Regions from separate parts of the Gossypium hirsutum genome. Here region 1 is linked to region 2. A link is a contact called in public Hi-C data. All regions are on one chromosome and are shown on one strand. Each heading gives the region's core, a stretch centred on a gene start, on an enhancer-like site or on the middle of the called end of the contact. The rest is flanking DNA. Distances are from core to core; before and after follow the strand shown. Region 1 holds the start of LOC107943875 (protein SPOROCYTELESS). Region 2 holds the start of LOC121204943.

Evidence for each region. Hi-C and Micro-C count contacts between places; a contact is called where the count stands out from the background.
Region 1: a contact with region 2 is called in a Hi-C map of leaf, with 2.2 times the contacts expected there. The contact joins the promoter of LOC107943875 here to the promoter of LOC121204943 in region 2. A contact is called at or near these places in 5 of 34 Hi-C or Micro-C datasets (all in leaf).

The regions. Positions count from the first base shown.
Region 1 is chrA01:9,018,324-9,022,906 of Gossypium_hirsutum_v2.1, forward strand. It overlaps LOC107943875 (protein SPOROCYTELESS), which reads left to right and starts at 2,899. Exons shown (of 3, transcript XM_016877690.2): 1 at 2,899-3,554; 2 at 4,049-4,255; 3 at 4,341-4,583. The coding sequence starts at 3,012. The coding sequence ends at 4,565.
Region 2 is chrA01:8,879,991-8,885,102 of Gossypium_hirsutum_v2.1, forward strand. It overlaps LOC121204943, which reads right to left and starts at 2,867. Exons shown (of 1, transcript XM_041075798.1): 1 at 2,131-2,867. The coding sequence starts at 2,627. The coding sequence ends at 2,328.

The sequences.
Region 1 (4,583 bases), core at 1,649-4,148, 140 kb after region 2:
TCTAACACAATATTTTGGTGCACATGAAAAAAATAATTATTATAAAAGGGTTTAGGGATTTTATCAAAAGAAATTTTTAAAAAATGGTTAATGCATAGATAGAGTTTTTACTGTAATAAACCACAAGTGTCGCATGGTGGCAGCTTATTTTATTTTCTAATAATGTGATCAGGGATTTAATTTTTGCTCATGGGATTGAATCACATCTCATGATTAGTTGTTTACCTCTTTAGATACACCTATGGTGAAGGGGTTAATCACTACTACTATTAGAGGTGGTTACAGTATCAACTTAATTATAATATGAAACATTCTAGTATCAACTTAGTTATGGTATGAAGATGTCTCATTAGTTTTGATTATTATTGGTTTGTAACAACTCAATAGATAAATTTATTGACACAATTTGAAGTGTGAGTGAAAGAGAAAGTCTAACACATACATGGAATAATATATATGATTGGATTATGTTGGAGCTTTTGGATAGAGTAGTTTTGAAGAGATGAATGCAACACATGGGAAACCAAAGAGAATACGTGAAATGGTAGGTGGAAGTTAGTTATTTTTGCATGGAAAAAGAAGGAATTGCTCTGGGGATAAGAAAGGGGGTTCATCCTTTAGTTCATCACTAAATATAGAATTTATGAGTCTAATATATATATCATGTATTTGTAGTTAGTATTTAACCATGGGATCTTATTCTTCACTAGTTTCTTTATGATCCAAGAATTGAATGAAACTAATTGAGAAATATATCCTTTATTTTATGAAAACTGATAAGTTCATTAATGAACATGTGAACTTGAACTATTAGTTTTTGCTAACTAGTTGCATACAAATTGTTGAATTGCTTATTTTGCTATTAATTTTCATGTCAAAGATGTAATAGTAAGGTTTAACAATGTTATCTAATTAGATCAATTTTTTAATTTTCATAAAATACGAGAATCTAATTGAAATCCATCAAAATATTATAAGAAACCCTACTAACAAATTGTTGATATTTACATTGTTGCTTTTTTATTGTGATGGGATAACTAAAAATTGTAATAAAAATTAATTATAGGTGGACTGTTTATTTTTAATTGAATCTATGAAATGAACACATAGATGAATCATAGGTTAATATAAAGATATTTTTAGTATCCAACAAGGAAAAGATTCTCAATTTAATTAGATATTTGGAAATTGGATCCAATTAATAATTAATAAACCATACATGATGTAGAGCAATAAAATTAATAAAAACTAAGGAGAGAAATAATTGAAACATTAATGGCATATCCTAGTACAAATATTTTTATTATTGTGTTCAAACAACAAATTGGGCAACCATAAACTATCACATGGAATAAACTTTCCAAATATGATAGAATTAGAATTAGGCTATCATTGCAACCCTACAACATAGCTAGGCAGATTCACATTGTCATGACCAAATCTTACTCTACGATTGCCCTTACACCTTTTACTTACCATCCTTGATTAATATTACATGATCCCATTCAATTTGTTCCTGAGATTGTTTTGTATCTCGAGACATTTAGAATTATTATTTTTGAGTATCCACAAAAGTTTGATATTTGAATCAAGAAAATAATATACAAATGTCAATTGAGTTTTAACTTGATTGGTATGATTATTTTTATCAATGCAAGAAGATGTAGGTTCGAGTGTGTTAAAACGTATTATCCTTCTATTTATGAATTAGAAGGGGACTATGGATAATTTTAAACTTTATGTCAAAAAGAATAAATATTGTTAGAACACATAATGAGATTTGAATGCAAAACATTTAAATTTACCATTTTAACTAATATTTTATTTAAACTTTACATAATTTTTTTATGAATATGTCATAATCTAATAAATATTAAATACTTTAAAAATAATGATGACATAAAAAATATATAAATACAAAATAATTTCACAAATCCTTGTTTGAGTCTACCCAAATCTTTCCCTGCTATCACAATATCATGCCCATTCATAGATCAATTTGTAATGTAAAACCATTGTACCCCCCACAATGTTGTTTGAGAACCCTAATGGCTTTTGACACTTCAAAATTTTCCTCTTTTTTTTTTCCAATATCCTGACCATTAAATCATTTTCATATCATTTTAGATCAAGAAAATTTTTAAATGATTTTGTTTTTATAGCATTTAAATTTCAGATTATATTATATTTAAAAAAATCATAAATTATTTAGAAGAAAATTGGAGGGAAAAGGGGAAAGAAATTAAATATATTTTTTGCATGAAAATGAAAAGCCCTAATGTTTGTTTGCTACTTTTGTCTAAACTGACACTCCCCAACTACTTAAACGGAGTTGTAATGTCCTTTGTGTTTCAGATCATGTCCCCGGTATAATCAGTTGCCCTCAGTGCATGACACGTGTCTCTAGGTACTATATTATTGAACTCCATGCTCACTCTCTCTTATGCGCGTGTTGCAATATTCCATTACGGAACACGCTTTTGTAGTACACGCGCGTTTAGATGGATTGGCTTTTGGATTTGGGTTTTGCATAGGGATTGGTGTTCTTTGGCTGGAATTTGCTATTCCTCAGGCTGGTTTTACTGATTCCAGGGATGAATTCTTTTTGTCCTTTTTTTAATAAAAAGGTTATTGGATCAACAAAGAAATTTATGAAAAATCAATGATTTTCTTTTCAAATTTTATGTATTTATTATATTCTAAATTATTTTTTAATATATTATGTGGTGAAGATTTTAGAATTGATAAAAACAAAATAAAAATCTGGGGGAAAAAAAATACAATAACATGTACCTTGTTATCTGTTTTTGTAATGAAAACTTTATTTTTAATTACAATAAATTGATGTCTAAGGAAAATCCAAATCTTTCAGAACCGTCTGTCTATAAAATCCCCGTTCTTTTGATCGTCCAGCAAAAGCCAAAGACAGGGAAAGAAAAGAAAAAAAAAAAACTCTCCTTTCTCTCTCTTTTTGATTTAAGCTAAAAACATATCAAAGCCCTTCTTTTTTAATGGCTACTTCACTTACACTCTTGACTCCAAACACTGATAACCCAACAACAAAACCCATGGAAGATGAAGCTAAACCTGCCATGGAGTTTGTGAAGAGCAACAAAGGAAGGAAACCAAGTGGGAAAGGTCCATACCAAAAGAAACAGCCTCAAAGAGGCATGGGAGTGGCCCAACTTGAACGTTTGAGGAAAATGAGTGAAACAAGGACCCCAACGACAATAAACCAGTTCGGTTGTGAAGCTATGGGAGCTAGTAATGTGCCTGTGCTGCATGGTGTAGCAAACTACGGTGTTCCCTCCATGATGATCAATGGTGGAAGTGGAGGGTTATGGGGTTGGGGGGCTGACACAGATGGTTTGATGATGCAAAGAGTTGTTGGTAATGGAGGGTTCGGTGGGTTTAATAGTCAGGTTTTGGTTGGAAATCCTGGTAATGTTCAGGTTAGTTGTGCTGCTGCTAGTGTTGTGGAGGCTTCTAAAGAGCTCTCTTCAATGCCAAAGTTCCAGCATTGCAAGCCTGAGCATTGTGATCTTTGCTTTAAGGTCTAGCTTTTACCCCTTTTTTTTTTTTTTTCAAAGCTTCTTAATTTGCAAAGTTTTGTGCTTTGGGTTTTGTTTGCTTGTTTGAAGTATTGTGCTTTTGGTTTTTGGTGATGTTTTGTTTTTGTTTCTAATAAAATGTAGGAAATGTGAAGGAAAAAGATGACATAGTTGAACAGGTCGTAATATTGTTGATTCTGATATTTATTTCTAAATGGTTATGTTTGATTCCTGAGAAAAAAATGGGGGGAAAAGGAGTTATAAGTTGGAAAGGATTTCTTGATTCCTCCTGTTTGGCTTGCTAGAAAAATATAGCAACACAGAAAAAAAAAAAAGAGATCTACAGTTAGGAGATCATTAGTCTTATGTTTCTTGGGATTGTATCTAAAAATCACTCAAAATGAACCCAAAAGCTAGTCAGTATCTGTCTCAAGTTCTTTCTTTTATATATGACTTCTTTGCCATCTTATTGATCACTTGAATACATGTTGCAGAAGAAGCGTTGCAATATGGAGAATGGGAAGTTTAATGGAGGTTTATTCAACCAATTAGGACAAACTTTTCCAAACAAAGGAACTGACTTTCACGGATGGAACCTGGAAAACAATCAAAACACAAATGAAGAGATGATGAAGGGATTCCGTGCTAGAGCTGCAAGGAGTGCTTATGCATATGCAGCAGCAGGCCAAATGAACATCAATGAGGTGATGATGATGACCAATCAAATTGGTTTTTTTCTTTTTTTAATAAAATACCGTTCTTCTTATGGGGTTCTTTGTGTTGTTGTAGACAGTGGATGTTGTGGCGATTCACAGGAAAGGAAATTCATTTGGCACTGGAAGTTATGTGATGGAGTATGAATTTTTCCCAGGGAAAAATGGCAGAAACACAGCTTCCAAGGAATGGGAATTTCCTGAAGAAGCTTCTTCATCAGCAATTACAGTAGGTGGTGAAGCTTCTTATGCTAATAATGCTCCTAATTGTGTTGATCTGTCACTCAAGCTTTCATATTAGAAGCATACAGGAAAATCT
Region 2 (5,112 bases), core at 1,617-4,116:
AAAATATGGCATAAGTTTTTATACTTTTTAAAAATTGAAATTTAGTTTTTATATGTTTGTTTTTAAGAATTTAGTATCTCTACTTTTTAGATTTTAAAATTTATATTCTACTGTTAACATAGTTAATTTTTTAGTTAAATTTGTGTTAATTACAATATCATATTTTTAGTTACATAGTGTATTGTTTTTATTTCAAAATCTTACACCAACAAATTTAACCAAAAATATTTAGTAATGTTAACAATTAGACTTAAATTTTAAAATCTAAAAAATATAAAAATTAAATTTCAAACTTTTAAAAAATAGAGGGACTTATGACATATTTTAACCTTTACATTTTCAAGTTTATTATATTCAAGAAAAGAAAGTCATGGTTAAGGCATTAGCATAGATTATTGACATTAAAATTGACATTATGAGATGTTAATAATGTTTGGCCAACCCTATGACCTCCTTCGAGTGGGTTTGGTACTTCATCCCTGCAAACGACCCCAAAAAATTTAATTAAAATAACTAATTATGTTTATATGAAAATGTTATAATAAATGTTCATAATTGCAATAGAATGATTATAAAATAATAAGACAATAAAATAAGAATACACATATTATATTTTACATGGAAACATTTTCGGGAAAAAAATCACGGGCAGAGAAGAAGAAATTCACTAATGTTGAAAAACGAATTATATAAAAAGAGTTTCGACTATATCTATTTAAGGGTTGAAAAACCTGTTCTAATCAAAGTCAAATATTAGAAGTATAGTTCTATATGAACTCAACTTGTGTGATATGGCCTTCGATCTCTTGACCCCACAAATCACTTTATTTTGCTACTGTATTTATTTATTCAACAAGTGATGGGATTCAAGTCACATAAACTCTAACAAAAAAAAAATGGGATGAACCAAATATGAAATATCAAAATTTTTAAGATTATATGATTAAATATTTTGTTAAATACCAAAATTTTAAGGATATTAAAAATTTTAAGGAATTACTAAAATTTCTAAGCGTAACTTTTTTAGATATTTTGAATTATATTACAAATTTTAAGAAAATATCAATAGTTATATGGAAGGTGATTAGACATTTTGATATACCAAAATCATGTTACACAAGTTTTTATCAAAACTTTTAAGAGTTTAACCTTAGATATTTTGATATATCCATAATTTCTAAGGGAATACTAATATTTTTAAGAAACCTCGTTGGAAATTCTGGTACACCAAAATCCGGATTTACAAGCATTTACCAAGATTTCTAACAAAATATTAATATTTATCATAGCATACTTTGATATATACCAAAATTTCTAATGGAGTCCAATATTTCTATAAAACTTTGTTAGAAATTTTGGTATACTAATATTTGGATTTACAACTTTATATCAAAATTTCTAGCAGAGTACCAATATTTCTATGAAATTTCATTAAAATTTTTGGTGTACCAAAATCCGTATTTACAAGCTTTTGTCTAAATTTTCAATGAAATATTAAAATTTCTAAGAGCTTATCCTTAGATATTTTGATAGATACATAAAAATTTTGGTTGGATCCGAAATTGATATTTGTAAAAGTTAGACATTTTTAAAAAACTATTTTAAGAACAGTTATTTCTCCTCCATGTGCAGACAAATCAAGAAATATTATTCTCCAGATATAAAACGTTTACTCGAACAAAATAAATTTAAAAATTATTCTAAATAAGAATGAAATCCAATTACATACAAAAAAAAAATACTTTAATAGTTTCCTTCTCTTATAATTCAATTTCATATTTCAATTCTCATTTTTAGTGTTTATATATATAAAATATCAATAGATATCTATGGCTGTATTATGTCTATTTACATAGTTATCATGTCTATTTACATATAGAGACACCTATTTTCAATTACTTTCTTTCTTCCATTTTATATATACATAGTATGTATATATGATTGATGTAATAATATAAAACTTTAATAGTATATAATATACAACAGTTACCATAGTTTCTAATGGAGTACTAATATTGCTAATGGAGTACAAAACTGTATCCTCAACTAACAAAGAAAAATAAAAGATTTTAGAGATTCAATCTGTATAAAATCCAACCAAAAGAATGGAAATTCAGAGAAAAGAAAGTGTTTACAACCCAACTTTAGATGTATTTCATAAATTTTTTTCATATGATAATCCCCAATACAACAAGATCCAACATAATATGAAAAAAATTTGAAAAGGCTGATTTACACCAATTCAGATCATCTCTCTCTATAAATTTTTTTCTCTAACAAAAAGGATAAAAGCTGTAGTAATTTGTATGAACCAAATGCATAGAACATTAAAATCTAACAGTATTAGGACCCCAACAGTTCAAATCCATAACTTTCTTCATAGTCTGCTCAGCTTTCCTCATCTTTTCCTCCCTCAACTTATTTGAAACAGCAGCAGCAGCAGAAGAAGATGAAGAAGAAGAAGAAGAAAAGAAAGAAGAAGATCTGATATTGTTCTTGGCATGTTGATGCAGTGACCTAATGGTGTAATTCCACCTGCAAATGCCTTGGTCTTTCAATGCCTCAACTGCTCCGATTGTGGCTGCCACAATCCAGGCTTTGCTTGCTGAAACTGCTCCACTGCTCATTCTTCAAAAATGGGTCTTTGATGGGATTTTGCTTGGAGGTTTAGATTGAGATTTTTGGTTGGTGAAAGGGAAGTTGGTTTGGTTTTATATAGGAAAGTGGGTTTGGTTTTACATATAAAGGTGGGGGGAAGAACAGGACCCATGGTTTTGGGAGACAAAACCAAGGGGCTTGAAGGGTGGGTGGGTTATGCCATAGGAGATTCTTGAGTTTTACGCGTTGGAAAATATAAACTGATGGCTTGAACATGTGACTGTCTTGGAATCGACTTTATAGAAAGATTCTAGGAACCATCCTCACTTGGCGTCCCTATTTAAATTTTATTACATGTATTTCGACCTCATCATGTGACGGCTGTCTCTGTTTAAGTTCCAGGATTTCGTTGGAAAGTTGGAAGGGTTTTAGATTAAATATTAGGACTAAAAAAATTATTAAAATACGAATTGAGTTTGAGTAAAACTGTTTATAAGTTAGGTTGAGTTGAGCTTAGTAACATATTTTGTGATTGTTCAAGTCTGATTCGATTCGAAATATGTATATAAAATTTTGTCTAAATTCATTTATATTTGTAATAGATTAATCTAAACCTATTTTAGGCTCGTCCATATTATTTTTAAAATTTTTTAAAAATTATATTATATTATTTTAATATTTAATAAAAAATTTATATTTTTTTATTTATTGAAAGTTTTTATAAAGTCATCTTAATTATTTTAATGTTTATATTAGAGTAATGTTATATATTTAGTATAAGTTTATTTCTTATTGTGTTCTAAATTATAAAATATATAAAAATAATATAATATAAAGTATTATAAACTTAAAAGCGGGTTGGCTAGGCTCAATTCTTGAATGTTTAAGTTTGAGCTCGAACTATATTTTAAATGAGCCTAATTTTTTCCCAAGCCCTCGGACTTGATATTTTTGTCAAGCCTTCTCAAATTTCAGGCGGGTCATTGGGCCTAGACAAGTAACCCGACCCATAAACAGGTCTCAGTTTGAGTTTTAATATTTAAATTTTTAATTTGATTTGGTCGTTTTTTAAAGTTTGTACAATATTATATTATGTTATTTTTATATAATATACAATTTCGAACACATGAAATTTAAATTTATGATAATATATAATATTATGATCTAAACATTAAAAATGTCAAATTGATTATATATAAAATTTCAATAACTGAAAAATATATAAAAAGATTAAATTATAAATTATAAATAATATAAATATAAATATTTTTTTAAATTTTAAAAAATAATATAGGCTTAGATTAGTTATTGTACAAATATGAGTGAATTTAGATAAAAATTTTCCACAATATTGGTTATAATTTTGTGCCTTATATTGAGTCTAATTGTAGTTATATGTATTACTTGTAATTATGGGTTCTACATCTACCTTCAACAACAACAATAACATTAAATTCAACGTGTAATAATTTTTTTTAATTTTAAAAATATGATATTAATTATTTTAATAAAAAATAATAAGCTTATTTAATTAAAAGGGTATTACAACTTTTGGCCTTTGAATTTGGTAAGTAGGTTTACATTGGTTCTTGAATTTTTTTTATCCATTTTCACCTTTGAACTTGAAACTAGTTATTAATTTAAACCCATTCTGTTAATGACAGTGAAAAAACAGGGGATAATGTAACTTTTGGCCCCTAAACTTGGCAAGTAGGTCTATATTGGCCCATTAACTAGACAATTAGGTTCATTTTGGTACATGTACCTTTTTTTTGGTCCATTTTGAACTTGACAATTAAGTTCATTTTGATCCTTAAACTTGAAAAATCTAAAAGGTTAGTGATGTGGCACTTTGAGTTTGAAAAAAAAATTAGATGATGATGATATGGTACAATCTCAAAGTGTCATATTTAGTGTTTTAATAATTGAACCCATGGTTGAATAGGATAGACAACCAGTTCTCGATTCAACCAGTTCGATCAATTCAATCGTTGGTCTAACAATAATTAAATAAATAATTAAAATTCTTAAAAAATTTAAAAAAAGAAAAAAAGAAAGATAAAACCAGATTTGGTTAAAATTCTCATAAATGCTAATTTTATAAAAAAAATGACCGGATTAGGCCGGTTTTTGAAAAATTATTGGATTAGGCTGAAAAGACAAAAACACTTCCAATTGGAAGTATTTTTCTTCTGTTAGGATTATTTTATTTTAGGGTTAGAGTTTTGCTTTTTGTTAAGGTAGGGTTAGGGTCTTGTATGTTTTAGTGTTTTAGAGTTTATGGGTTTAGGGTTTTTTTATATTTTTTATTTTTTTATATAATTTTTTGACTTTTTATAATTTTTTAGTTATTTTAAAATATATATTTTAAAATATCTAATATTATATTTTAAAATTTGAAATTATCTATTGCCAAATTTGGTGTAATTTTAAAAAATGACAGGTACTAAAAGAGTATTTACAACAATCGTATATTCGAATTGTGAAATTTAATTCAATTCAAAATCGAAACTC